Regions from separate parts of the Pan troglodytes genome. Here region 1 is linked to region 2. Evidence: chromatin contacts called from public Hi-C data. All regions are on one chromosome and are shown on one strand. Each heading gives the region's core, a stretch centred on a gene start, on an enhancer-like site or on the middle of the called end of the contact. The rest is flanking DNA. Distances are from core to core; before and after follow the strand shown. Region 1 holds the start of LOC134810252. Region 2 overlaps EZR (ezrin).

Evidence for each region. Hi-C and Micro-C count contacts between places; a contact is called where the count stands out from the background.
Region 1: a Hi-C map of induced pluripotent stem cells shows a contact between it and region 2, with 1.6 times the contacts expected there. The contact joins the promoter of LOC134810252 here to the enhancer-like site in region 2.

The regions. Positions count from the first base shown.
Region 1 is chr5:171,134,278-171,141,762 of NHGRI_mPanTro3-v2.0_pri, forward strand. LOC134810252 reads left to right here and starts at 4,846. Exons shown (of 6, transcript XM_063812729.1): 1 at 4,846-4,992; 2 at 5,244-5,410; 3 at 5,498-5,903; 4 at 7,061-7,185. The coding sequence starts at 5,900.
Region 2 is chr5:170,833,670-170,840,948 of NHGRI_mPanTro3-v2.0_pri, forward strand. All of the region lies in intron 1 of EZR (ezrin), which reads right to left. Among named protein-coding and RNA genes, the nearest start is that of EZR, 11 kb to the right of the region's middle. Within about 2 kb of position 2,247, at least 5 of the 24 cell types and tissues checked have an H3K27ac peak or open chromatin away from gene starts, as enhancers often do. A contact at or near this core is called in induced pluripotent stem cells, where this site is marked.

The DNA of each region.
Region 1 (7,485 bases), core at 3,596-6,095, 300 kb after region 2:
AATTCAAATGGCGTCCCCTGCACCCTTCAAACTCGCCCTGGCATTCAGGACGCTGCTATTCTCTGCTTGGAAGGGTCCTCGCCTGGCACAGCAAACTCCCATGTTTACCAGAATCCGACTCAAATCTCACCTCTGGGTGGTGCCTCCTTAGACCCCTGGGAAGACCTGGGTACCCTCCTCTAAGCCTGCCCAGCACCCTCTCTGTCTCTAACACCTGTCTCCCTGTCCTGTAGTGACTTGCTCACCTGTCACTATGTTGGAACACCTTGCTGTGTTCATTTTCCCATCCCCAGCATTGATCTCTGTGCCAGGTTCACAGAAGGTGTCCAGGAGATCGCTGTGTGATTGACAGTCTGGAAGCTGGGCTATTAAGGGCAGTTGTCCAGCCAAATCTGAGTGAAACTGGGTCAGGATTTAAAGATGTGGTTAGTCTGATTCACCTAGACTCTGTAAATGTCATTGAAGATTATCACTGGCATTTGGATGGTGTGGTCTCTGTGACCACAGGGCAGAAAATTCAATTATTCAGCACTCGCTGTATGCAAAGCACTCTACGGAATCCCATGAGTAGGAGGAAGTCTCAAAGAGGATGAAGACATTGCCCCTTCTTCCAGGAGATGTTTCAGTTCTATTTGATTGGGTCAAGCTCATATAAAATTCAAGGTTTTGAGGCTTGGTCTCATGATCAGACTAGCCAGCTTGGGCCAGAAGTGTTTTGTGCTTGGATACTCTCACAGGTACACTTCGTATTCTCAAACTAAACATCTGGTAACACAGAGCAGTTGGCAAGATAATCAGGTTTCTTTTTGCAGGTCTTCGGAAGGAGAACAATTGGATAGTATGAGGGGATCATTTGCCAATTATAGATAGTAGCCCTGGAAAGCACTGGAGAGACCTGGGCCCTAACACGGGGGAAAAGATCAGAAATTCATCGACGGGAGCGGAAGTTAGACACATTTTAATTTCACGTGCTGTCTTGAATACTGTGTACCACGGCAGCGTCTTTACTCGAGACTCAAAATCATTTGACTCTTCTACAAACTGGATTCCCATTCAAGATTTTCTCATTCTCCTCTACTGTGGATATTAGCTTGGAATAGATCATTAGCGTCCATATAGAATTTGAAATCTTTATTTGAAGTTATAACCGCTAAAAATGATTGTTAAAATCATGGTGTGTAGATTCAGATATGAGGTTCCCAGATAGCAAATTTAAACCTTCTCTAACCACACATCTTAAAGGGCCTCTGTGGACACCTCCACCCCCTTGTGAGACCCAGGAGTCTCTTCCAGAGTGCAGTAGCAGAGGAGTGGCTTCCCCGGGGAACAAATACTGCGTGGGGCACCGTGGTCCCGACCAGACACGCTGGCCCTCCTGGAGGCCTCAGGCATTACTTAGACCTTCAGCCAAGTCTCTCTTCTGTTTGGAGAGCTTGGGAAAGCAGTTTTCATCTCCTAATGGAAAACGAAAATCTGTCATCACCTTTCACATCATCAGCCTCCTGGAGCCCCCTAGTCCGTCTGACTGCAGTTATGTCCCAGATAATGAGGCTTCAAGCAAGCCCCCTAAGTGCACAGCGCTGCAGGCTCAGCCCTCTCTGCCCTCCTCTTTCTTCCCCGCCTTCTTCTCTTCTGGATCTGGATCCCCCCACACCTGCTCAGTTACCAACAGCAACCTGCCGGGTATCAGCTACCCCACTCTGGGGTGGCGGTGGCTCGGGTGAGGACAGGGCTGTGTCTGCAAATGGCCGCCTCAGGCCTTTCTCCCTGTCCCATCGCTCCCTGCTTCTTTCACAAAAGTCACAACGTCACAGCCTGTAACTCAAAGACTGATAGGATGTGCGGATAACAGCTATATAACCTTAATTCTCAAACGATGGGAGACAGCCAGGGAATTTCGTGTCAGCCATCCACTGCTGTGGCTCCGTGGAAATGCTTCCAGCACAAACAACCTGTGTACACTGTAGAACCTTTCACTCAGGAGGGAGGTCTGAGCACGGCTAGTTTTTGCTGCCTCGGAAGGGGTCAGGGCTCCCTCTGCAGGGAGCCCGTGGTTCTGCCGCAGCAGCGGAGCCTCCAGCGCCAGTCGGTGACCCTCCTGCCCATGCCTGGGAGGATGTGAGCTCTGGTGCCCCAGGCAGCCTGGAATTGTGCCCCGGGAGTGGGGTCTGGGGCAAGGGAGAGGCTGCAGTGTCATTACAGGGATGTCCTCCTTTCCTGGAGGTCACTTTGGGCTTGACCACGGGCTGTCCACTGCCTGGCGTGGTCCCTGATTTGCTGCTCTCTGCGGACCCTTGGTTGTGCTCTTTCGGGCTTATCTAACCTTACTCATGCAAAGACCCGAAGCTCTGGCATTCCCCAGATCTGACCTGGGATCCCTAGTCTTTCTCATTATCTGTGCTACCCCCTCCCAGAGTGTCCCCGGGGAGAATCACCGCATCCACTTCCTGAGGTGGGTTTGATGAATGATGCAATGTGGCTATGGTGAGGGCGTCTGGCCTGTGGCAAATACCCAGTAACTGGCTCAAGCTTTTGTTCTGCCTGGTCCCGCCTGGCTGGGAGCCTTAGGGAGGGATATTAATGCTTATCCAGTTTGGGCCAATTCAGTAAAGAAAACTTTAAACTTAAACAACCCTCTTAGATGGACTGCATTTTACTTTTGTGAATTGGGTTATTTTTTTTCCCCTGCTCTTTGGTTGTTTTTGGAGTATAATAACATGATGCCAAAAATACCTTGGTGATTCGTGAACAACCTGATGTTTTGCCCCTGGGCTGCCACGTGCCTGAGGACAAGCTGGGTGCTACTTACACCTGCATAGTTCCTCCGGGCAGCAGGCTCACACTCTGCTGCTGTCATGTAAAGCACCCTAGAGATGAGATCAGCCAGGCAGGCTGAGGTTAGGCCTCCGTTCATGGAGAGGCTCAGTGCCTTCGTGGGCTCCCTGGCAGCGGTTCAGTGTGGTGGGTTTTCACCTACCTGGTGTGTGGCCGTGCCTTGCCTAAAATCTTGTCCAGTCCAGCAGCTGGCACTGAGGAGCAGCTCTGAGCCAGGTTCCTGAGCTGTGGGAACAAACAAAGCAGGGCTGATCATTGTCTTGCTTGGTAGGAAACGGCAGCTGCACTTAAGGCACTCATGTAAAAAGTGTGTTCCTAAAGAAAATGGAGAAAACCAAATTGTCTCCTTGTTATCCTCTGCTCTGCTGCACTGCCTGGAAGGGACTTACACCTAAATTCGGAATAAATACATTTATCAACGAGGTCCCAACTCTCGGACCATTGGTGAATGGCCAGGGATGCCTGATTAGATGATAACATAAGACAGTTCCGGCAGAAAGGGGCGGGCTGTGGACCCTTCTGAAGCTCCAGTGGTTGAACTACTGGATTCAACTTAAAACATCAGTCCATTTTTGCACTAAGTGAAAGCAGTAGTTGTGCAAATCATTGTACTCACACTGGCCGAGGAAGCACCAGGGACCGAAAAGGACAGGGCGGAAATCTCCCTCCCCAGCCCTCTCTTAGCCTGCTCGGTGTGATCAGGACTCTTGATTTCTGGGTCTCCAATGCAGTGACTCTAACTCTGAACATTGGCTATGTTTCCAGCCCCTTTCATGTGTGGCAATTTGACAACCAGTAAGCAACACTTTGACTTCATTTCTGCAAAATAAAGATCACCATTGTTTTCTCGACGTGTCCAGCTGTGTTTATATTAAAGTACCTTGTTTTCCATTTTATTGAGAATGGCTACAGAACTCTGCCATATGCTCTGCATTAATGAGAGGGCATCTGTTCCATCCCATCGTGCTTGGTCAACATCTCACACACTCTGTTTACTCCTACTTTATAGGCAATAAGGAATCTCCAACAGATAATGGAAGAGTTGCTTCTTTCCAGACTGGAGGTGGCTTCGTGCAGAAGTGGAGAAGTGAGCACCCTCCCTGGCCCCTGCGAATCAGGTCTTCCTGGCTTGGGCTTATTGGATTTTAGTCTCATGTTAAAAGGACCCAATTCCTGCCAGGTGTGGCATTAGATTTCACTGCGAGTAGAAATCCCTAAACATCGAACCCCCTGATAATCAAATGCAAAAACTCATTCCAAAGTCAAACAGAAATCATATTCATTGTCAAAAATCACATGGACCTTCCAGGATAGGAAAGAACAAGGAAGATGGTCAGGTTTTACCCCTCAGATGATCTTATAGGGTAAATGAGGAGTCAGAATACATATGAATACAAAGAGATGAACTGCAAAATCAGGCTGCAAATGATCAAGCTGTGGTGAATCAGGTAGACCAGAAAGGTCCTCTGAAGAAGCCGTGCTGGTGGGCTGGGCCAGGTCTCTCTCCAGCACGGTGCGCCCGGACCAGGTCCAGGACAAAGCTGGATGATTGAACTACAAAAAAAAAAAAAAAAAAAGACAATCAGGTGTGGCTTTTTGAGTGAAGAATGAGCCTCTTCTGTCTAAGATGCCCCATCTGTGTCCTAGCTAATGCCTAGCACCACCCTTATAAGGCAGGAGAATAGGGAATTAGGGTAACCAAGGGTTAAGGCATAAGCAAAGGAACAGCAGGTGCAGCCAGTTCTAGGCAAGATTAGGCAGCATGCAGGCCACAACCTCACTCCTGTGATAACAAAACGGAAGTTTCCACTTCAGCCTCTGATTGGTCGGGGGCCCATCCATCATAGCGGGTAACCAATTGGAGGCCTCTAAAGGGAATCTAGGGGTGTTACCAAATTATTTCAGCTTAACAAAAACCCCAAAGAACATTCTAAATGGGGCTCTTGAGCTGCTTCGTTGATCGAGCCAACTCTCACTCTATAGAGTGTACTTTCACTTCAGTAAATCTGCACTTTCGTTGCTTCGTTCTTTTGTTGCTTTGTGCATTTTATTAAATTCTTTGTCCAACACGCCAAGAACCTGGACAACTCACAGTCACGACTTCCCATCTGGTAACACTCATTCCTTTGCAAAAGGTTTCTTGATCCCTATTAAAAGGCAAGTACATGGCAAGGTGCTCTTATTCATGTACTCCTCCAGGTGAATGATTTGATGTCTTCCCTTCCTAAAACCAGGTTTTTATGGGGGAGGAAGAAGTGGGGAGTATGAAGACCCCAGGAAAAGAGTTTTTAAAGAGGAGGAGACCCAATTTCACACCTTTGAGTAGTCCAGCTCTGGAATCCAGTAGAGGATTTTTGGAAGATTCACCAAGATCCATCTTTCCTTTTCCTGCTATTCTTTCCAAATAGGTAAAGGAGTAGCTGAGGGAAATGCAGCTTTGTGAGGGAAGCCTGGAGCGTGAGAAATCTGCTCACACTGGATTCTGTCTCGGGCTCGACAGAGGCTGTCACAGCAGACCCGCGATGTGACAGGCTCACTGGTGTACACACGGCTGTGTCGGCCATGGCCCTGTCAGGTGGGTCAGGAAGGAAAGGCCCCCCAGTTCATACTTCTGAGTCATCGGTCAGATAGGAATCACATTCTTTTTTTTTCACTCACACAGCTACCCTGAAGCTTCAGATCTACTTCCTGGCTCAGACCGCCTGCAACACACTGGTTTGGCATCTAGCAGGTTGTGCTTGCAGAACAGCAGGCTGGCTCCCTGCACCTGCTCAGTGGGGCTGGGCCTTAGCAACCTGCCTTGAGGCTGCTCTTCCTTAACCTTTCTCTAACTGGCTTCATGAAAGTTAATTCTGCTGGGACCCCACGAGGCAGCGGAGAGCCCACTCTGCCCATGATTGGTGCCCTGGGCTGGCACGCAGAGTTTAATGGAGGAGCCCGGGAGAGAGGGATGCCTGAGAACCAGGGATGTGGGCTGGAGCAGTGCCACCTCCTGTAACTCACCCGCGAGCCCAGCCAACCTGCTAAACCTTCCCCACAGAGCCTCAGTCTCCTTATCTGTAAAATGGGTATGCCTTGTGTTTTCTCCTGCGTTTCCTTGCTCCCCTCGGGAATATGACAGTAGTTGAAGTCAGCTTTCTAAGCCTTGTCTTTTATGAAATGTAATGCTTTATTTTCTCGTGAAAAGAAATGAAGCTATCAGAGACCAGGCGGGAGATTTTTTTGAGTGTAGAGTGAAGAGTTGCTCTTCCTTTCCTGCCCTCAAAATATTCCTACAACCTTGCTCTTTAATGGGAAGTATTTTTTTTTCCAGACATAGTATTAGAGTGATTCTGTATATCTAACACCTTCATCAAACCCTCTGAGAAACTGGGAACTTAGTGACTTGTGCCTGGTTCAGCTGTCTTCTCCAATGGATAATGTGTGCCTAAGGACAGGGACCACATTCTCTTACTGTCTTCTATCCCCAGAGCCCACCTAGTACAGGGCGGGGTGCTTTGTAAGTGTGTGCGAAGTTTCTGTTGAATGAACAAATTAGATGATGTCATGTTCCAGGAAGGCGGGAGCTGCATCTGCTCTGCTCTCCCTTTCTCTCCCAGCCCACGGCTGACCGGAGTTGGTGGCTGATAATGTGACTTCTAATGAGTTCATTCACCAAATACTAAATAAGCAAAATTACAAGTGATTTTCTTATTTTGAGACAGGGTCTCCTTCTGTCTCCTAGGCTGGAGTGCAGTGGCGCAATCAAGGCTCACTGCAGCCTCGACCTCCCTGGCTCAAGCGACCCTCCTGTCTCTGCCTCTGGAGTAGTTGGGAGTACAGGCACACGCTACCATGCCAGGCTAATTTTTTTTTTTTAATAAATGGAGTTTTGCCATGTTTCCCAGGCTGATTTTGAACTCCTAGGCTCAAGCGATCTGCCCACCTTGGCCTCCCTAAGTGCTAGGATTACCAGTGTCAGCCACTGCGCCCAGCCCACAAATGAAAATTTTAAACTATATTTTGTTAGAGAGAGAAGAGGGAACCCGAGGCCTGGATAACATGCAAGATCTTCATAAGACTTCATAGCAACAGCATTCACTTGTCATATTTTGATGATCAAATTGGAGAAAATAGCTCTTAAATTCAAACCTAGGGGCAAGGTAACTTATTTCAAATAGGATTTTTTTCCCTCTGTCTATAGTGGATATTTAAAATTTTTCCATTCATTCTTGCACACCTACAGATTACCTGGCACTTGTCCAGTCTTTCTGCAGTCAACATCGCCCAGATTCCATGCAGAACCCTTTGCAGACTCCTGAGGAGGTGCAGACAAGGAGTGTCCCTGTCCTCATGGTGCTACATGAAAAGGCAAGTGACCCAACAGGCAGCATTGGAGAAAGTGCCTAACTGTGGAAAGGCCAGTGGGAGAGGCTTGGTGGAGGAGGAGCTTGCTGGACTAGAGAGGTCAGGGAAGGCTTCTTGGAGGAGGTGAGGTATGAGCTGGAAGTAGAAATACCAGGAAGCGCAGGGCAGGCTTGGGAATGGGCCAGGCATGCTCAGGTCCCAGGGCATAGAGTAACAATCTGGCTGGAAGAAGGAATGGAGGAACAAGCTGATAGGAGGGTGATTCCATGTGGACTGGACCCCATGTTCAGGAGGTGACCACAT
Region 2 (7,279 bases), core at 997-3,496:
AAACAATCTGGCCTCCCCACCCATTCCTTCTTGCCAGGTGTAAAGGGCATTCATTGGTTAGTACCTGCCCAGGTGCTAATTACTAATGAAAGCAAAGTCGTAACTACAGACTTCAGCATCTAAGGAGCCAACTTAACTCTATGGAAAACCAAGCAGCTGTAGCTAGAGTTTCTCAGTTCAGTCCTTATTTTAGGAAATGGGAGTACAACTTTTAACCTGAATAAAAAGGCTTTCGGTACAGTCACTGTTTCAAATTTTAACTGCCAGCAAGTCTGGCAGAAAGGAAAATTTACCAAATATCAATTTTTATGATTTTTTATGATGCGTTCTGTTTATACTCATTCACATCTAAATATTTACAAACACCTTATAGTTTAGTTCTTCTGGAATATTTGTATACTTCTACTTGACTATGGCTAGTTAGGTTTTTGGTGGTGGTGTTTTGTTTGTTTGTTTTTTTGAGGCGGAGTTTCACTCTTGTTGCCCAGGCTGGAGTGCAGTGGCGCAATCTCGGCTCACTGCAACCTCCACCTCCCGGGTTCAAGCGATTCTCCTGCCTCAGCCTCCCGAGTAGCCGGGATTATAGGCATGTGCCACCACGCCCAGCTAATTTTTGTATTTTTAGTAGAAACGGGGTTTCACCATGTTAGTTAGATGGTCTTGATCTCCTGACCTTGTGATCCACCCGCCTTGGCCTCCCAAAGTGCTGGGATTACAGGTGTGAGCCACCGCGCCCGGCCAGATTTTTGCTTGTTTAAGCACAAGAACCATACATGGTTTATCCCTCGAATACAGCATCCAGCCCATGTCCAGTATCCTAGGGGCCGTGTCTCCTACCCTGCGATTCTCCTGACACCACAGGGAAGCAGGAACTCATTTCCCAGAGAAGCCAGAAGCACTTTAAGGAACTTTTTGAGTAATTTAAATGATGAAAAGTAACACTACATGCCACTCACACCTCCTTTTCTAAACTGTTCTCCTTACTACTTCCTCCAGCACCACCATTAGGCTAAACTTAAAATGTCAAGGCTAAATTCTTAATGTGCAGCAGACGTTAACAGGGCAGAGTATTGACACAGAAGTGGGGGCTTGGAATTTCCTAGTAACTTTGACTTTTCACGTATCTACACGATGTTACATTTTTATGTTATATAAACGTATGTTTTAAGTAGACCAATCAGAATAGTGATGAAGTATAACTGGTAGAGTGACTCCAAATGAGTACTCGATACGAGGTATACGGTTATCCTCGTCTGATGACTTTTTAATGGTTACAAAAACTGAGACCCTCAACTTCTGGTAATCAGCTACCAAAATATCTGTGTAGCTCTGGCTCTTTAACATTACTCCTAAAATAGTATCTTTAAATAGATGCCAATGGTTTTATGCTTTTGAAAAGTTTGTATTTACCAATTCCAGGGTAAATATTATGTAACATTTTATATATATATATATAAAATATATAAAAAAAATATAAAATATATATAAATATATATAATATATAAAATATAAAACATATATAAAACATAACATATATATAACATATATATAACATATATAACATATATATAAAATATATATAACATATAATATATATATTATATATAACATATAAAATATATATATAATATATATAAAATATATATATAATATATATATAATATATATATAAAATATATATAATATATATAAAATATATATAATATATATAAAAAATATATATAATATATATATAAAAAATATATATAATATATATATAAAAAATATATATAATATATATATAAAAAATATATATAATATATATATAAAATATATATATAATATATATAAAAAATATATATAATATATATATAAAATATATATATAATATATATATAAAATATATATATAATATATATATAAAATATATATATAATATATATATAAAATATATATATAATATATATATAAAATATATATATAATATATATATAAAATATATATATAATATATATATATAAAATATATAGAGAGAGTCCAGAATAATAGCCACCCCATAATTTCAAGAACATGTAATGAAATCTCAAATCCTAAATAGCTCCTTTTTCCTCTGAGAGTAAGCCACTTCCTGCCCCTAGACCCACATCCTGTCAGACCAAGGCTGCTTAACAAACACAAAAAGCGGACAAACCAGTCCCATCTGTGCTCATTATAATCAGCAAGAAAATCATGACCTTAGAACTAGAAGGGAACTTTCTGGGCATTCACATTCAAAAGAGGGTCATTTTAAAACCAAGCTGGGAAGAGTTCTGTGCTAAGCCCTCCCTACTGTCCACTGCATCTGGGAGGCAGAAAGGAGCTGCTTTCCATAGGTCTGACAATGAAATGACTGCTAGTCATGCCCGAGTTCCAAGCCTGCACTGCCGAGTAACACTGATGGCCATTTCCGACCTGCTGATGGCGTATGAAAATAATGCTCCTGATACCTATTAGCTGCTAGTTTTTAAGGCCCTTTTTGGTGAGTGTCTCTAATTAAGAACCAACTTCTTCTACACTGGGAATAACATACATTGTGTGTTATCTAACAGGGAAGTAAACTGGAATTCTTAGACACCACTTTCCCCTAAGAAAGGGAAAAGAAATAATCAAAGGATGTTACATTCAGCAAAAGAAACTATTCTTTCTAGAAACACAATCTACATCCTTCTCATCTCCTTACCTCAGGGCAGGCAAAATAAAGAGAAAGGACCTTGAACAAGAATTTATCTAATAAACTCCTGAAGTCTAAGTCTTGATTGTATACCATGTGATTTCAGTTTTACTAGGTATATCATAAATACTTCATCACCAACATGCTTCACTGAAATGTGCAGGTAATTATACACAGAAACTTAAGTTTAGTAACTACTTAGTAAACTTAGTAACTACACACATAAACAAAAGTAAGGGACAAGGCCAAGATGGCTTATTATATGCTAGAGTCAGTTTTAATTCTAGGCTCAGAAAACATAGGGAACTAAAGGCCTATAGATTAAACATCACTATTCACCTGGAATGCATGGTTGTCTCTGCAAATTTAGAAGCCTGTGAAGAGTTTTTCCTTTCTTTTTTCTTTTCTTTTTTTTTTTTTTTTAATTATACTTTAAGTTTTAGGGTACATGTGCACATTGTGCAGGTTAGTTACATATGTATACATGTGCCATGCTGGTGCGCTGCACCCACTAAAACTCGTCATCTAGCATTAGGTATATCTCCCGATGCTATCCCTCCCCCCTCCCCCCACCCCACAACAGTCCCCAGAGTGTGATATTCCCCTTCCTGTGTCCATGTGATCTCATTGTTCAATTCCCACCTATGAGTGAGAATATGCGGTGTTTGGTTTTTTGTTCTTGCGATAGTTTACTGAGAATGATGATTTCCAATTTCTGATCTTGGGAGTGAGAAGGTGAGTCTAGGAAACAATGAGGCTGAGGTGGGTGGATCACGAGGTCAGGCGACCAAGACCATCCTGGCCAACATGGTGAAACCATCTCTACTAAAAATACAAAAATTAGCCGGGCATGGTGGCGTGTGCCTGCAATCCCAGCTACTCGTGGGGCTGAGGCAGGAGAATCGCTTGAACCAGGGAGTCGGAGGCTGCAGTGAGCCTACATGGCGCCACTGTACTCCCAGCCTGGTGACAGAGACTCTGTCTCAGGAAAAAAAAAAGAAGGTCGAAAAATTTCTTTGCTAACCTGTTTTTTAGAGGACATAAGACATAAACCATACTTAAGTCTTGTGCCATTGCTGAGATAAATTTTTGCCCCTAGTTAAGATCACATGAGCAATATTATACAATGTTAAAGAACATTTCTCCTGTAAGAAACTTCGATTAGACAAGATTTGAACTCACCCCAGTCTTTACTTTTGCCATCTGTCAAAAATTATCCAGACCAAAGTAGCTTCTTTTAAAAAATCCAAACTAAATCAGTAATCCTACAAAATTTGCTTAAATAAGCAAACCCCGCCAAAACTTACTTTTAAAAATCACCGTTTCTGAAATTACACTAAATTAAAATTTTAAAAACTCTTCAATTTATACTGTCAGTATCAAGTATGTTACATCTGAAATGGCATTATAATTTGTACATCATTACTTGACTGGAAAAGACATGGTGTACACTTAACAACCCTATCACTCACCCCAACCCCAACCCATGGTTTGCTGTATTTCCTTCCCCCATCCCTGCCCACAGCCCCAGTATGTAGATTGATCTCTTAAAATGGCTAAAGCCCTACCCAGTAGATGCCCCTTATTTTGTTCATTTCAATTTTCAAGTCTGAGAAAATCGCTATTAAGACAATGACCTGTTCCCAGTTGGGTCACAGCACTGTGCCCCATTCCTATGGGCCCCCCAAAACATTGGGAATACAGAGTAATAGTGGAAAAAACTGGGAACAAATCGTTCTATGTGTTTCCAAGTCAGCTGCAATTTTGAGTAGTGACCTCCTTTTAAAACATGTGCATGGAGGGTGAGATGGCCCGGGTGGGGCCATTTGATGAGATCAAATCAGTTACTCATTTGATCCAGAGCACAAAGGTTGCCCCAGCAGCAGGGAATGGGGGACCTGCCCTTGCCCTGAGATCCTCCCACCTCAACACTCAGGCGCTTCATGACGAGCAAAAGTAAAGCATCTCTCCCTTTCTACCCTATAACATGCTTTTTAAAAGCAAATATTCTATTATGGAAAGTTGAAAACATTCATAAAAGTAGAGAGAATAAGTAGTACCATGATCCTCCACACTCTCTTTTCAGCTTCAACACCATTCTTTCTTCTACTCTACCACTTTCACTTTTTTTTTTTTTGCTGGCATATTTTAAGGCCCTCATTCATTATTTCACTTGTAAAAACTTCAGTATATTGCTCTAAAGCACTAAAAAAAAAAAATCACAATACCACTATCACATCCAACATAATTTAAAACAATTCCTTAATACGTCAAATTCAGTAAATATTATTCAATTTTCCTCCATTTCTTTGAAAATGTCTTTTTGCAGTTGATTTGTTCAAGTTATATAATGCACCTTGTTATCACACTATTTCCACATTGCCTTGTTCAGCCAGGTTCTAAATAAAAAATCCAGTTTTCTCACCATTATTTCCCTGTCTAAATCCATTTAAGAGTCTCACCCAAACAGCAATGGATTATGTAAGCAAATACTTCAACATCCCAGAAGCCAACACCCTTAATTATTTAACTGAGGCAATGAAACACACCTTAATGAAAATACTGTACCAATATACACTACATATATGTTTACAAATAAAGTGATTCCAATCTCATATTTATGTGCTAAGCTTTAACCAAGTGACCTGTGGTTCAATTTTCTCTTTAAAAACATAACAGGCCAGGCGCAGTGGCTCACGCCTGTAATCCCAGCACTTTGGGAGGCTGAGGCGGGCGGATCATGAGGTCAGGAGATCAAGACTGTCCTGGCTAAAATGGTGAAACCCCGTCTCTACTAAAAAATACAAAAAAAATTAGCCGAGTGTGATGGCTGGCGCCTGTAGTCCCAGCTACTCGGGAGGCTGAGGCAGGAGAATGGCGTGAACCCGGGAGGTGGAGCTTGCGGTGAGTCGAGATCACACCACTGCACTCCAGCCTGGGCGACAGACAGAGACTCCGTCTCAAAAAAAAAAAAAAAAAAAAGCAAGGCTGGATCCCAAGACATAATTTATAAGAAATTTACAGATGAAGTAATGGTGCAATAGGTAAAATACTATCAAAACAATCATTTCCCTGAACCACAGCACCTGAGAAAGGATGGAAGAGTAAGTGGGTTTGGCAAATGATGGACTTATCACCAAACCCTTGCAAAAACAAGTTCTTGAAGAAAGACCATCATGGTTCACTGTCCAACCCAAAAGTGATTTACCAGAAAACCAACAAAAACACATCACAGTGGGCCCACTCGTAAGTCACTCTGCCCAATGGTTTTAACGCTTCAAAGAGTCAGTAAAGAATGAAAGTTAATTCTAGCTCTTGCCAAGGCCTAGGTGAAAATTTACAGTAGCACGCTCACCACCCCCTGACAATGTATTAGACATGTGTCTTTCCCCCTGCAATATAAGCCTCTTGAAAGCAGGTCTTTCTTTCAGGAGGGGCTGAGGAAGGCACTTTACAACTCCAAACAGAAAGCCCATTTTATTTAGTCAGACCAGCACCTCCTTTCCAGAGCATTTTGCCATTGAGGAAAGGTGGGACAATGTGCATTTCAGGCTCAAATACACATTAGCAGGAAATGGGTTCCACCATTCACTGGATGTGACTGTCAACCAAGCAGGTGATAATCCTTTAAAAGCCTCTTTTTGTTCACCAATGTCTCCCCAGTACCTGAAAACCTGGCACAAAGTAGGTGCTCTATTTGTTGAATGAACGAACTTTATGCAGGGTGGTTGTACAGGTGTACCTAACATCAATAACTTAAGAAGAATGTGTGTATGGAGTTCCGAGCTAAGGAATCCTAGTGGCCAACCCTGAAATCAATTCCTTATCTATGGGGAACATCTGAGCCCCCAGCCCGCAAGCACTTTAAGGCTGCCAGGTGGAGGCTGTTAGGGGGAGTATGTTAAGTAAGAATGCTGTGTAAACTGCATGCTTTTTGCAAGCTTTCGGGAAGCAGTTGCTGTTCTGTCCAACCCACCACCACTGGACTGTCCCATATGTGAATTTCCAATAAACCTGATGCTATCCCTGTTGAAGTCAACAGAGGTCTAGCAAGACAGCTGTGTTCATCGTGGCAGCAAAAGGACAAACAACAAGGTTACATTTACTTACTACATTATTTCATCGGGCTGCTAAGTTAGAGGAAAAGAATGACCATCACGAGCTAGTAAAGCTTTTAATCAGATTAGAATTTTATCAGGTACAAGTGGAACCGCACAGCCCTTACTGACCAGGGCCAGGCATAAGGCCAGGTGCTTCCCATGTGCCATCTCAGCAGGCATCCCAGGCAGGCACGCAGGATCTTGTTTACAGATGAGGAGGCAGAGGGAGGTGAAAAAACTTGCCCAAGATTACCCACTAGGAGGCAGGTATGTTTACCTATTTGCTCGTCCTCCTTCCCTCTATTTATCCTGCCAATAAACAAGAATTTAAAGTTTGCTATAAAATAATAATGCTAAACAACAAACAAACAAACTTGGGCCAGGCATAGTGGCTCATGGCTATAATGCCAACACTTTGAGAGACTGAGGCAGGAGGATGGCTTGAGGCCAGGTGTTTGAGACCAGCCTGCACAAAACAGTGTGAAACTTC